Linked DNA regions of Sus scrofa: all the other regions are linked to region 1. Evidence: chromatin contacts called from public Hi-C data. All regions are on one chromosome and are shown on one strand. The core of a region is the stretch at or near the end of the contact, and the rest is flanking DNA. Distances in the headings are between cores, read along the strand shown.

Evidence for each region. Hi-C and Micro-C count contacts between places; a contact is called where the count stands out from the background.
Region 2: a contact with region 1 is called in a Hi-C map of fetal liver, with 3 times the contacts expected there. The contact joins the enhancer-like site here to the promoter of PAPPA2 in region 1. A contact is called at or near these places in 3 of 5 promoter capture datasets (fetal skeletal muscle, liver and skeletal muscle), 23 of 47 Hi-C or Micro-C datasets (alveolar macrophages, brain, embryonic fibroblasts and 15 more) and 1 of 2 datasets of contacts at active chromatin or transcription factors (skeletal muscle).
Region 3: a contact with region 1 is called in a Hi-C map of skeletal muscle, with 3 times the contacts expected there. The contact joins the enhancer-like site here to the promoter of PAPPA2 in region 1. A contact is called at or near these places in 2 of 5 promoter capture datasets (fetal liver and liver) and 22 of 47 Hi-C or Micro-C datasets (alveolar macrophages, brain, embryonic fibroblasts and 13 more).

Annotation. Positions count from the first base shown.
Region 1 is chr9:118,359,794-118,364,055 of Sscrofa11.1, reverse strand. PAPPA2 (pappalysin-2) reads right to left here and starts at 1,393. Exons shown (of 23, transcript XM_003130330.6): 1 at 1,111-1,393.
Region 2 is chr9:118,630,920-118,635,465 of Sscrofa11.1, reverse strand. PAPPA2 (pappalysin-2) reads right to left here. Exons shown (of 23, transcript XM_003130330.6): 23 at 1-2,769. The coding sequence ends at 2,695. Among named protein-coding and RNA genes, the nearest start is that of PAPPA2, 270 kb to the right of the region's middle. Within about 2 kb of position 1,250, at least 9 of the 83 cell types and tissues checked have an H3K27ac peak or open chromatin away from gene starts, as enhancers often do. A contact at or near this core is called in fetal liver and fetal skeletal muscle, where this site is marked.
Region 3 is chr9:118,671,798-118,676,365 of Sscrofa11.1, reverse strand. All of the region lies in intron 21 of ASTN1 (astrotactin-1), which reads left to right. Among named protein-coding and RNA genes, the nearest start is that of BRINP2, 290 kb to the left of the region's middle. Within about 2 kb of position 1,540, at least 1 of the 83 cell types and tissues checked has an H3K27ac peak or open chromatin away from gene starts, as enhancers often do. A contact at or near this core is called in skeletal muscle, where this site is marked.

The DNA of each region.
Region 1 (4,262 bases), core at 144-2,643:
TAATTTCAATCAGTTTGGGATTTAAAGAACAATACCCCCAATTCACTGTATATTAGACATTGGGAAAAAGGAGAAATCAATTATCCTGCTGTAAGAAGCATTCAGTGGAAATGCCATGGATTTGTACTGTGTAGGTCTTCTTATTCTCGCTGAAGTTTCTCACTCTCAAGTTACTAAAAGTCACCATATGCTGAGTGAGCAAATAAACAAAGGAGATGCTCAAAATAAGTAAATTACAAAAATAAACAGCTAGACCCAAACAACTATTTTTAATTGCTTGGAAATGAATGGATAGAGTGGGGAAGTAAATAATGTGATTTTTAACCTCTATAATAATGTTTGCTTAGATGTAAGCTATCTCAAAGAGTCCCACCCCCTAAACACATGAGCATGTACACACACACACACACACACACACACACACACACAGAGCATGTTTTTGAATTCTCAACACAGGTAAGGATGTTTGACGACAGGTGAGTACAAAACAGGTACAGAAATATAGAGGGTCCTTCATTCAATCACAAGAAAAATCACTTACAGTTCTAAAATCACTGCTTGTGCTGCCCACGTATAAAACATGCAGCCCACATACTTTGGAGTAAGATCACACTGCCTCTTTTGCCTTGGGTCTCATCGTCTTCTGAACTCCTCTACCCTAGATAGTAACTGACTTCTCTGCTTTAAGAATGCTGCAACCTTAACACCCCCATCCCTGGCATGCCCTGTTTCCCTCTGCAGCATCCACTGAAGCCTCAAGGCAAGTCCCCAAGAAGATATCAATTCAGGCACGTGGCTATTACTAAACAGAAATCTCTAAGTCTTAGACTGTCCTTTTTCCTCTCATCATCCCCCTGCCTCCCTTCACTTTTCTGACTCAGTCCTTTACCCCCCACCCCCACCCCCACCCCCAAGCAGCTCCGTAGAGATAGGGGCTTTGAAAGGGGGTAGGGGGTGACTGTAAAGAAAGAGAGACAAGCAGAGGAGAGAGAGACAGAGACAGAGAGAAACCAAGAAAGAAAGGAGGGAAGACAGCCAGGTAAGACAAGGAGGAGGACGCTTCCCCCTCCCTCATGCCACCCCCACGACCCCCAGCAAAAGGTTTCATACCATTCATTTCAGGAAGGAGGGCTAACACAGCAAGGAGGAAGAATCCCGCCGTGCTTTTCTCCCCCTTTTAGTGTGTGAATGATCTTGCATCCCCTATAGGTCTCTCCTGGCTCTCAGCTGCTAGTAATCCATTCATAAGGTTTCAAGAAGCTACACAAAACTCAAGCTTCCAGTTTAGTTTCTCTCTCTCTCCCCTTCATTCCTTTGCTCACCACTCTCCTTCAGCTCTTGGCAGTCCAAAGTTTAAAAAAAAAAATGTTGAACCATTTCTGTGTTTTCCTCCTGTTGTAACTTTTGCTGTGACATCATAACCCTGCCCACCAACACCCCACCTCTCTCTCTCCTTTCCATCCCACCCCTCATCAGCCCCGTGCCCCCAAAACACCCCCCACAGAGGAGCAGGGCTCTTGTCAGTCCCAACCTGTGAAAATACAAAGCTACTGGAAGGGGCCCCTCTCCCCTCGGTCCCCCTCCTCTCCTCCCCTCCCTGCCTTACCCACCGCGGCTTTAACAAGGATCCCATCTGTTTGACATGTGCGGAAAGGTGGGCTGGATTCAAATAATCTGTCAAGTGAATCAGATCAAAAACACAGCGACCCCCTCCTCAATTCCATCACACACGTTCACACACCAGACCCCGGCCAAAGGGTGAGAGAAGTCAGACTCGCACAGCACCCACCCTGGATGCCAGGGAGAGAGACACCAAACACGCCAGAGGAAACGCACATTTATATATATGTATAAATTCTGTGGCTTATTTGTTTATGACAAACACCCGCACCCCAAGTCCCCTATGCCTCTTCCCCAAGCCTTGCCACTCCACAAGTGCACAGATTTGAAAGCTGGTAGAATCTGTTTTGAAATCTCCAACGAGAGGGTTTTCCCCCCTTTTTTCACTCCAAAGCACTATCTGTGGCGATCAGACTCGAGCAGGGTTGCCAGCAAATGCAGGAGGCCCCTTCTAGGGTACAGGCTTTCAAACCAGCGAAGCTAGAGGGAATGGATTTAAGGACACACAGCAGGAGCTGGCTGAATTTATTTTATTTTGACGGGGGTAGTTGGGGGAGGAATATCATTTCTGAAATGCACAAGGAATGAAGGGAGAGGATATGGATTGCTTAAACAGTTTTTGCAAGAGGAGCGGTGTCTTGTTCTGCAGGTAAATCTATAAGGCAAGAAATTGGAGCTTACAGATAAACAAGGACGGAGAGGGAGAGGGAGGGAAAGAGGAAGGAGGGAAGAGAGGGGAGAGGGAGAGGGTATGGGGAGATGGGGCCGTGGAGAGAGGAGTGAAGGGGAAAAGGGCAGAAGGGGGCGAGGGGAGGAGAGGAGAAAGGGAAGAGGGAGGAGGGAGGAAAGAAGGAAAAGAGGAAGGGAGGGAGGGGGAAGGGAAGGATGGAAGAGGAAAGGGAGAAATGGAAGGGGGAGGGGAGGGGGACGAAGGGAAAGACAAGAGTCTGGGAGGAGGAAGGACTCAAAAAGAAAAGCAGGGAAGAGAGGAGGGAAGACTGAGACAGAGAGGAAGATAAAAAGAGAAAGAGGTGGTGAGGAACATAAAATATGGAGACCAGGAAGGCAGTTAGATCCCTAATGGTTAAGCATAAAGGAACCAGGGAGGCAGGTGAAGGGAGACACTATAAAATGGGGCAGTGGTTCAGTTTTATGCACAGAACACAAAGGACACATAGTGAAGGGATTCACTCTTAGTGATCGGTCACGTTAAAAAGTGAGATTGCCAGGGTTCAACTTTGTTTCTTTAAGTAAACCCCTATGCCTTCCTCTTTCCCTGCCTCTATCTCTTCCTTCAATCCCCACCTCCACCTTCTGTCATTCACCTTTTTGTTCCCAGCATTATCTTCCCCTGGAGAATTCACCAGTAAAATTCAGACCCACTTACCTTTCCCCCCTGCCAAAAAAAACCCCACCCTTAATAGCTCCTTTCTTTTCTTCTACACTCAGAGAGTCCTGGGTTCTCTTATCTAAAGACTGAGCTCTTTGTGACAATCTGCACTTCATTTCAACCCAAATTATACTATGTTTCCTTACGCCCAGGACGTCAGGGCTGTTTTGCTTGTATTTGCTGCCATAGTGGAGCTGGTCAGTTTCCATCAGCATTGTCATCATGATTATTAAGAGTCTTTGCAAGCAAAGGGAGGAGCCAGTCCATGCTGGCGTCCACCTGCCTGGGTGCACAGTGGGGAGAGGGAGAGGGAGGGACAGAGACCCCTTAATGTGGTCACTGATCCCTTCTGATTTTCTGATTCCAAAATCTGATCCCTTGAGGGAAAAGCTCAGCTGGGAGCCAGCCAGGGAGTGTAGTAATAAAAGCCTCCCAGAACACAACCAAATGCAGTATCTATATATAGGAGCCGGATCTGTTTTAGCTACTTGAAGTCTAAAATGACACCCGGAAACAAACATTTCAGCAATATGTTTATCGGAATCTTATTCAGCTAGTGCTGGAAAGAACGAGCTTCTCTGAAGCATTTCACTCAAAGGCTCAGGGTTGTTGCTTTCTTCCCCCCCACAGCTTCAGCGCTCCGAGCTGGGGGTGACTGGCTGTATCACTCATGGGGATCACTTGAGATTCTTTTGGGGTGACTTATCAGAGCCCCCTTTTTCATGGGTGGGAAAACAAGGATGGAGCCACACACTTAATGGCAGGGCCAGAGTGGGCATCAGGGCTCCTGAATCCCAGTGCAGGTTTTCCCTCCTCTGGACACACCTGTCTCACTGTCTGCCACCCATGCACCAAAACTGGGCGGGAGGGCAATCTTGAAGGCTGGCCTCTCCTGTTCCACATTCAGGCAAAAATGCCCAGGGAGTATGTGTTGGCCTTATATGCTCTGTGACTCAGAATTACATACAGGAGGAAATGCAAAGCTGGATTTCATGCCCCCCCCTGTCCATTTTTAAGCCAAGAGAGGCCATATATTTTTGTCAAACTGTTCAGTGCACCTCATGCTAAATAATCATATTTTTTTCAACAACACTATTACTATTATAAATTATTATCAGTGATTGGCAGTGTTTTGCAAAGTGCCTTCATTCAAACAGATCAGGGTATTTCATCCACAGGTTAGGCTTCTCAGTCCCTCTGGAGCTGCATGATGGAGGCAGTAAGCCAGATATCTATTTCCCCTGGTGAGAGC
Region 2 (4,546 bases), core at 1-2,500, 270 kb before region 1:
GACCTTCAGCTTTATCAGGGACCTGAGGAGCGCAAAGCACAGGCTCCAGGAACAAAGGTTGGGGGAACCTGCTGTCTCTGAATGGCCAGAGCCGACTCGGGCTAGGCAGCCTTCTGCCTGAAGGGCTTTCCACACACCACCGCTCACATTCCCAGGGCAGTGATGGAGTGCAGATGTTGCCCACAGATAATAAAATATTTTTAAATGGAGTACAAAAGAGAAATGTCCTGTGATTCCTATAGGGGGACAGGCCAGTCTTGCACTGTGAAGCGCAGTCTCTGAGTTCCTGGGGGAGGGGCCGTGCTGGAGCCTCCCTGAGCCCTGCAGGGCCCAGGGTAACAGCTCTGCTGCCTCAGTCTCAGACAGGACAGGGTTCCCTGCACAGTTTGCCGGCTTCAAGAACTTTGGATAATGATTTCACAACTGTTTTAAGATGGAGCATCTAAACTTTTCTATTGTCCCTTCCATGTTGTGACCTATCAGAATCCCCCAAATATTCTCTTCTTGGGGGGCACTGAATGCCAACCCAGATAAGCACCAGCAGGCATCCAGGCAATACTTGCTGTTAGGGCTGTAAATACAGAGGACAGGTATATTTTCGATGGGCAGACGCTGCTCTTTCCTTTCCCCAGTGACTCTGCTGCTCTCACTTCACATCCCCGCAGGTAAATATGTGTATGTTGCCTTCTCCTTTTAACTTCATTCCAGAATGTTGTTCTTTCCTACATAAAATCCGGTTCAAGATAGTGGGGGTGGGGGATTGGTATTTCCCCTTTCTATTTGCACAGCCCTTGCTTCAGGGTGGATGGGAAGAGTAGAATACTGCAGTCAGAGCCAAAGTGCAGGAAGGAGATCCAGAGAGCCCAAGGCTGCCCTTGAACTTGTGCCTGTCCTTTCTTCCCTTCCACTGGAGAAGAGGCTTGGAGGGAGGCAAACCTCCCAGCCCTTCCTGAGATGATAAACTGGGGTGTTGAACAAGAAACTAGCTCCTTACCCTCCCTCTCCAAGGCCTCATCCATAAATCATTACCAAAAAACAACTGCAAGAGACCACATGCAGGGAGCATCAGCCTGGATGTAAACAGAGAGGCAGGTTACCCTGGTCATTTCACGTACAGTCCAACGATTGAGCAAGAAAGGGTAACGAGGACAAAATGGACCCCAAATCGTTGAAATGCTTCTCTCTCCCCACAGAGTGTCACCCTTGCTCCATGTATTTTACAGCTTGCTCCAAAGGAACTCTCTGGGACACAGATTTGACACATCGCACTTGAAGAGAATTTAACTCCCATTCTGCCTTGTGCAAAGGATCCCATTTGGTCTGCTTGGGAGACTTGGAACAAGGTTGAGTTTCCTTGACTCATTTCATCCTCCCTGGCCCTGCGCTCTGATTAACCCTGACTTCTCCCCTGTCTACTGCCTCCCTTGGCTCCTCCATCCCTGCCTGTTCTTCCATCTCCTCCCACCTTTTCCCGATGTCATTTCCATGACAGTCTTTTTTTTTTCCCCAGAAAATCAACAATAGGTCATGTGGCTGTGAATGATGGCCAGGCTTGGGGACTTAGAATGAGTGAGACCACAGGCCAAGAATGAGGAATGCGTGACTTCCTGTAATCCTGGTGATCAGAGAAAGAGCCCTCATACAAACTTGTTAACTGAGTGGCTGGCTGAGAGCCACACTTGGAACAGGCACACATGGAAGTGTAGAAAATCCTGGGTCTCACCAAGTGCAGCTAGGAATTCGGAGAAGTGAATAGAATATATTCTTTTTGGATGGATCCTAGTCTAGTTTTCCTGGACCCATCACCAATGCATACCCCCTACCCACTTTTCTGTGCCTCTTAGTATTATCATTCCGAGACCCCATCTTCTCCAACTGGGCCCAGCTCCCAGCTCATAAAAAGATGATTAGCTGACATATTATCATCAAAAACTGCATCTGATCGCTCTCCTTCCTTCTCCAGTTCCCTCTCAACCTGCCAGCCCCTAGGACTAGAACGATGGTAGAATAACTTGTCTCTCGGTCCTCAAACCCTCAGCATTCATTTTGGATGTGAACTTCACAGCAGCATGTGTGGAACCATGAATAATTTTTAGCTTAGTAGACGGCAAAAAATATAATATATATAATATATTTATATAATTATGTTTAAATACTTATAAAGAATTAATCACTAACCTCGATATTCCTAAGGGAGACTACACAAAGAAAGGGAGCGAGCCAGTTTAGATTAGAAGAGCCCTGAAGGGTGGCAATCCATGTGAAACCAGTATTAACAGAGTGTCCCTGGCAGCTTCTCTTCTAGTATTTTGGTACTAGTTTACAAGTTGGGTAGGGCTGAATAGTTGACAGGGTGCAGAGTGGGAAGCAGGGCAAGAATTCACGATGGGGTTGGAGAGAATATAAATGGGAGGAGGGTCCTTGTATATCTATCGTATTTTTCTTTCCACTTTAAATCAACTGCCTCTTTGAAGAAACTTTTTTTTGCCTATGATTCTTCCTTACTTGGACTACTTGATGCAATAGTTGGCACCTATAAACATCCTCTTGAGTTTCTTATAAGATTCTCCATGTTCTTCATCCGTCCCTCCCTTCATGACCTTTCTTCTTCATTCACCTTTTGTTTCCTTTTGTGGAGGGCTCTCTCTTTCTCACTGCCTCCAGGGCAGTGGAAGGAGGGGCTCATTCCCACAGTCACTGATTTTCTTCAGCCTTGGGGTCTCGGCAGGTGCATTCATCCAGATCACAGTCAGCAGCAAATGGAATGACCTTAGGGAAATCAAAGAGACGTTGAAATAACCCATCGTCGCACCAAGTGTCATGCTTTCAACCAGCTTTTGCTTTTCTCACTTGGTCCCAGAGGGAGCATGGGGTTATGTGTTCGTATCACAGAACTGAAATTAACACTCAGCTCTTTCATTTACCTTGTCTCCTTAGGCAAGGTAAACCTTGCTTCACTTTCTTTATATACAAAGTTTGGAGAACAACCGCAGCGACTCCAGAGGGTGTTAGTGTGGTTTAAATAAGATGATGGGTATGAAACATACATTTCCAGGCACTTCTCACACCTGTTACTACTACTTCTAGTATTCCCACTCATGTCTGAAACTACTGCTTTAATGTTTTTGTCGCTATTAGCATATTCACAAAATCCATGCAGAGTAGGAAAGATGAATGTTAGTATCTTTTCCTACAGGGAAGGTCAAGAGAGGTAAGTGACTTAGGTCCAGGTCATCTTACACTGAATCTGGAAAACCAAGGCTCTATACCCCAGCTCTATGTCTCCTACTCTTTGGTGTCTGGGGGCCATAGGATCATCCCTGTCATTTTCATAAACTTGAGGGTTTTCCCTTCTTGAACCCAGGATATACTTTGGCTTGGTAAGACAATGCATCTCTCTATCCCTTGTTTATGGCTGGATTGCCTTCATGCTATGTAACTAGCCTTCCTCCAGGCCAGGGAGGGTCCAGAAAAAGTTGCTCTCTTCTTGCCTGCACAACTACCAACAGATAAACATACATTTTGAGTGTCCATACTTAGCTTCAGAGAGATTTGGGCATTCAGGAGACATGATGTAAAAGTGGCAAAGAGTCTACCCTTTGGGTCTGGATGAGCAAATGACACAAAAATACATTGGCATATCATTTAAGAGTCTAAGTACACTGAAGAGATGGGCTTGGTCATTGGGCAAGTAGGCTGGACAATGGTGGTGATGTTTGAGGGAATTTTGTAGCATATGTTCACATATGAATTAAGTGTGATTGAGGAGTCAACAGTAGGGGGCATGAAATGTTTTCTCAATCCAGATGCATGTGTATGTTGGCCACAGGCACAGAAATCCATTAAGACAAATCCTAGATTTGCTGAGTGTGAGATGGTGATGGGGAGAGAATTGATTGCTTTCTTCCAAAGCAGTTATGACTTCCTGGGTAGAAATGGGATCCTTGACTAGTTACTTTCTACAAGACCAGGAACTAGTTGGCATGATTTCTGACTTGCAATCCAAGCTCTTGATCTCTCTCTCATAGTTTAGGATTTACTGGTTTTCGCAGCAAAAGAGAGCCAAACTGAACAATGATACAATGAGCCCCTGAGCTCTCTGCACTAAATAAGTGGGTTCATGTCAGTGGTGAGAAGAACGCCTGGCACAGAGTGAGCCATCAGTAAGTAAGGGCCATCAGGAGCCAGAGTAGTTAGGTCTGTGTAGCGGTAATCACGTAGGTATGACTTCACTGTGGAGATACATTCAAGGAGGGAACTCGTCTCTTGCGTATTTTTGATTCACCAAATTGGCCAACTAGCATCAAATATCTTTGGACCCCTTGGATTTTCATCCATATTGTTCCAAACTTTCAGTCTATTCAATTTTATAGGCTTAGCTTGAGTGTATCTTCTGATATAAGAGATCCCAGAGCAACAGGATAAAAGGCAGAAGGAAAAGGACCACTATTCAGGATACAGGCCAGGGAGTGCTCTAGGTAGCTTGTGGTGGCTGCTCACCATACACGTGCAATACACTGGTAATACACTTGCTAGGATTATTTAT
Region 3 (4,568 bases), core at 291-2,790, 310 kb before region 1:
ACTTCCTGCAGCCTCACTACCTTTCTCAGTTCCTCCAACACACCTTTTCCATCTCTAGCGTGAGCCTTCCCACCTGTCCATCTCACTCCTGCAGATGCTCTCCAGCCCCGCTCCTTTCACAGATTAACTTCTCCCAGCCTGCAGATCTCAGAGCAAGTGTCCCTCAGTACAGAGGGCTCAGGGGCCACTGCCAAATGCCTTCATAGTACCACATGAAGGCATTCCCTTTAGAACATTAATCTCAGCTTGTTATTAGAACTACCTGTTCAATGGCCACCCATCCCACTGGATAGTGAATTCCATGAGAGCAGGGTTCTGGTCTCTTCTTGCCCACCCTGGTGTCCTTAACACTTAGCAAGCAGCCTGGTGACCAGCTGGTTATCGGGAAACTTAGATGCTGGAGTAGGACCACTCAGGGTCAAATATCTGCTGTCCCATCTAACTTTTTGACCTTGAGCAGGTTGTTTTCACCTTGTGCCTCAATTTACTACTCCGTAAAACGGGGTGGGGATAATGGTATCCTAGATAATAAGTTTCTAGTGAGAAACTTATTAAGTGAATATATATGAAGTATTTTTAAGTGCCTATCCCCTAGTAAGTGATCAGGACATGTTAGGGAGTCTGCATTATGGAATCGTGCCCCTCATGGTCAGCCTGATACAACTGGAGTCAGGGGTCATTAACAGGTGATTCGAGGGCTACCAGCACATCATCAGCTTAGCCCCACTGTTTCTCTTATTGGAACTCACACAAGCTAAACTTCCAGCACCAGTCAGTGTCTCTGTCAAAATCACTAACCATGTATAGAGTTTGAGTAGGAATTCAGTAAGTATTTATTGAATGAATAGAATATGGGCCCACTTTGTAGATGCAGACATTGAGATTCGGAGTAGAGTAAGTAAGCTGGTCACAAAGTTGGCATCTTGCAGAGCCAGCATTCAGGCTTATTATTTGACATCAATTCCCATTTTGCTTACTGTGTTAAATTAGATGTTCAGAAGGTTATTACGTAAGAGACTGAAAACCTTTCTTTGTCTCTCAATACTGATGAATAAAAGACCCACCTTAAAAAATAGTGTTCAAGGAGTTCCCACTGTGGTGCAGTGGGTTAAGGACCCAGCATTGCTGCAGCTGCAGCCCAGATTCAATCCCTGGCCTGGGAACTCCCATGCCGTAGATGCGGCCAAAAAAGAAAAAAGAAAGTAGTGTTCAAGTTAGACACCAAAATAATATTCCCTTGAGGACCACTGGTGTCCATTGAGGTATTACAGTTGAATAGAGACCTTTAAGTATAAGACAGATGCACCTCTCAGTGAGAGCTGCCTGGCTTATGGGGTATGGACTGAATGACTTTTGAAGGTCTCTGAAATCCCGTGATGATGAAAGCAGAATCTGGGGTTGAGAGACTGGTGGAACCCGTGGTACCCTTATTTCATCATCTGTTGATTTCTTACTCCAAGCCAGGGTAAGAACAGGTGATGAGGAGGTGCCACAGCTATTTCTGTTGTGGAGAATCTGCTGATCTTGCTGGCAGCGGCAGGCACCTTGGGCTTGCTTGCTGAATAGGCAGCAGGCTGGTTGGAAATCTGGGTGTGGGGGGTGAGAAGCAGGTGGGAGGGATGCCATCAGACGCCCCCTGCAGGAATATATGGATAGAAGCATCTCTGGAATAAAGAGTGGCCAACATAGAGTGATCTGCCCAGGAGAGCCCACTGTACTATTTCTCTGTGGGACTTCTTTGTGTTAATTTTAGTCTCCAAAGCATATCAGGACGTGCTTCTGACCCTTTGCGCTCCCTGACAAAGAAGACTTTCTGAAATCCCAGCAGGCCAGCCGGGTGCATGAGAGGCAATTTAATGCTGAGAGAATGAAATAACATCCCCAGGTCCTGTTATCTTTCAGCCAAGAAGGTGCCCTGTACAGGGCAGGCGTGGAGATTAATGAGTTAGACTAATTGAGGGCATCCTTGCAAGTTAATACCACCCTAGCAGTTACACCAAAAAAAAAAAAAAAATATGCTTTGCCTCCTTCCAATCCAGATGGTGAACATAAATATAACTCAGTTGGGTTGAGTTTAAACCTAGTAAAATATGGGAACTACCTTTTAAGTGACCGAGAACATGACTTCAGCTCCTAATTATCTACCAGGAAGCTGGACTCTCCTTCTTCTATGAACATCTTCCTAAACTAGATACCTTCTATAAATTGTTTTTTCCCCACATCATGACAGTAAAGCCATTCTGCAAATAAGTTTCTACCAGTGTTTTCCTGAAACTGCCCTCCCAGCAGCATAGGCTAGAGTCAGGAATAAGATCAACCTGGTCTCTAGGTTGGGGCATGGTCTTCCAGGAGCTCTTCACATAGCTGCCCTAAGGGAAGGCTAGTTCTCCTCCATCTTTCCTCCAACATCCATCCTCTTTTCCTGATGCCAGGCATAGATACTCTCCATTTCTTCATCTGCTTCTTCCCCAGCCATTTGTTAATTAATATCAGAGCCTGGTGTTAGATGCTAAAGAAACAAACATAACTAGGCTCAGAATCCATTTTCAATATGTTTATAATCAGATTTCATGAATTTATCAAATCAGACAACTTAAGACCTTACTAAATACCTGGTCTAGGTGTTAGGGGACAAAATCCCCTGCCTCATGGAGTCTATATTTAAGCAGGGGTAACAAATAAGATAGCAAAAGAAACAATATTTTGGATAATGACATACTTATGGAGACATATAAGCAGGGAAATGGTATTGGAGGTGCAGAGGCAGAATTTCACCTAGAGTGGGATGGGAGGAGGTGAAGGAGGAAGACACAGACATTGTTACAGTAGGGGCAGTGGTACAGACATGCTTGGCGTGTTTGAAGACGAGAAAGAAGGCTCTGTTGGGGAGAAAGGAGGTGAGAAGGAGACGCGTAGGAAAGGAACTTTGAGTGGCTATGGGGCAGGTCCCCCAGGGCTTGGTCACCAGAGTAGGGAGGGGATTCTGTTAGGGGTTGAGATAGGAAGCCTTGGAAAACAGCGAGGAGAAGAATGACATAATCATACTTAATGTTTTACTGGATTGTTCTGTCTGCTCTAGTGGGCTCCGAAGAGTGGGTCTAAGGTGGAAGCGGGAAGACTGATTAGAAGGCAGTGACGATACAGAGGAGGGATGGTGTTGTTTTAAACTAGAATGATTGGGATGGAGGTGATGAGAAGTGGTCCAATTCCAAATTATTTTGATGGGAGGACCAAAAGGATTTGCTAATGGATTGAATGTCAAGCATGAGAGAAAGAAGAGTTATCTCAGCCTTATATACTGTGGAAAGTGCTGTATAGAGGTGTGTACAAAATGCTGAGGGAACACAAGCAAGACTACCTATTCCTTGTGGTTTTTCCCTGGTAGATCCTAGCAGCCTAGCTGAATGAAGGCAGAGGAAGGCAAAAGATGGACCAAGTTATCTGAGGGCACTAGCACTGGGCTGTGTGGATTAGGTTAGGTAGGTAAGGATGTAAATACCAGACCGATGCCTAGAGTGAAGACAGACATGTAAGGACTTGGGCTTCCTGTCACTGAAGAATATATGTGGTAGCAATAAGAAGTACAAGAGTCCTGAAAGGAGGTTGTGGTCATAACACATGGGTGATGTTAGGAGTTACTACTTCAGAGATGGAGAAGTTCTCAGGTACGAGTGACTGGGGAGTCTAGAGACTTAAGCAGGCCTTTCATTGGGGCGGTGAAGTCACCCCAAATGGTGATACGAAGTGAGGTGGGGAAGATAACCAGATACTAGATTCTTCCATGGAAGGAGAAGCATAGTCAGACAATGAGTGGTGGGACATAGAACAGGCAGGTAAGTTTTAAAGTGGGGAGAGAGGGAAAAAGAGAGAAAGTCGTTGTTTTGGGGAGACTGCTCTTCTCTAGGGTATGAGAAGGATCCCTCAGTACTAGAGAAGGCTTCGTCCAGGTTTCAGCCAACACAGGGATGTGGAAGGAAGGAAAAGTGTGTGCCAAGGTCAAGGATGAAGGGAGAGTTGTTTGTCATGTAATGATGCTGGCCCCAGAAGTAAGAAAGTTTTGAGAGGGTGAATTATATAGAACAGTTGGGCTCCAAGTGTGGTCCAGACCAGCAGCATCAGCATCTCCTTGGAACTTGTTAGATATGCAAATATTCAGGTTCCATCTGAGACCTACTGGATCAGGAGCTCCAGTGGGAACCTGAAATCTGTGTTTTCACAAGTATTCCAGGTTATGAATCAAGTTTAATTCTCAAGTTTGAGAATCCTTTGGTGTGAGAGAAGCACAGAGCAGCCTGGGGAGAGAAAGGTAGGAGAGAGAAAGGACGGACAGACAGGCTTGGAGGGTGGGGGAAAGGGACTTTGCAATTTGGACAGTGCTAAGAATGACCAAGGTATAAAGCCAGTTGGGATTTGTTGTCCTCAAGTGTTCATGTGGAATTCTGTGGTCAGTTACTTCATTATGGGGGCAGACTGAGGTTTCAGGTAGCTCCCCCGAGAATAATAAAAAATGATGACCTAGGACCTCCATTCAGGAGACTTCTGTTACAGCAGCCAAGGAAGCCACTGGC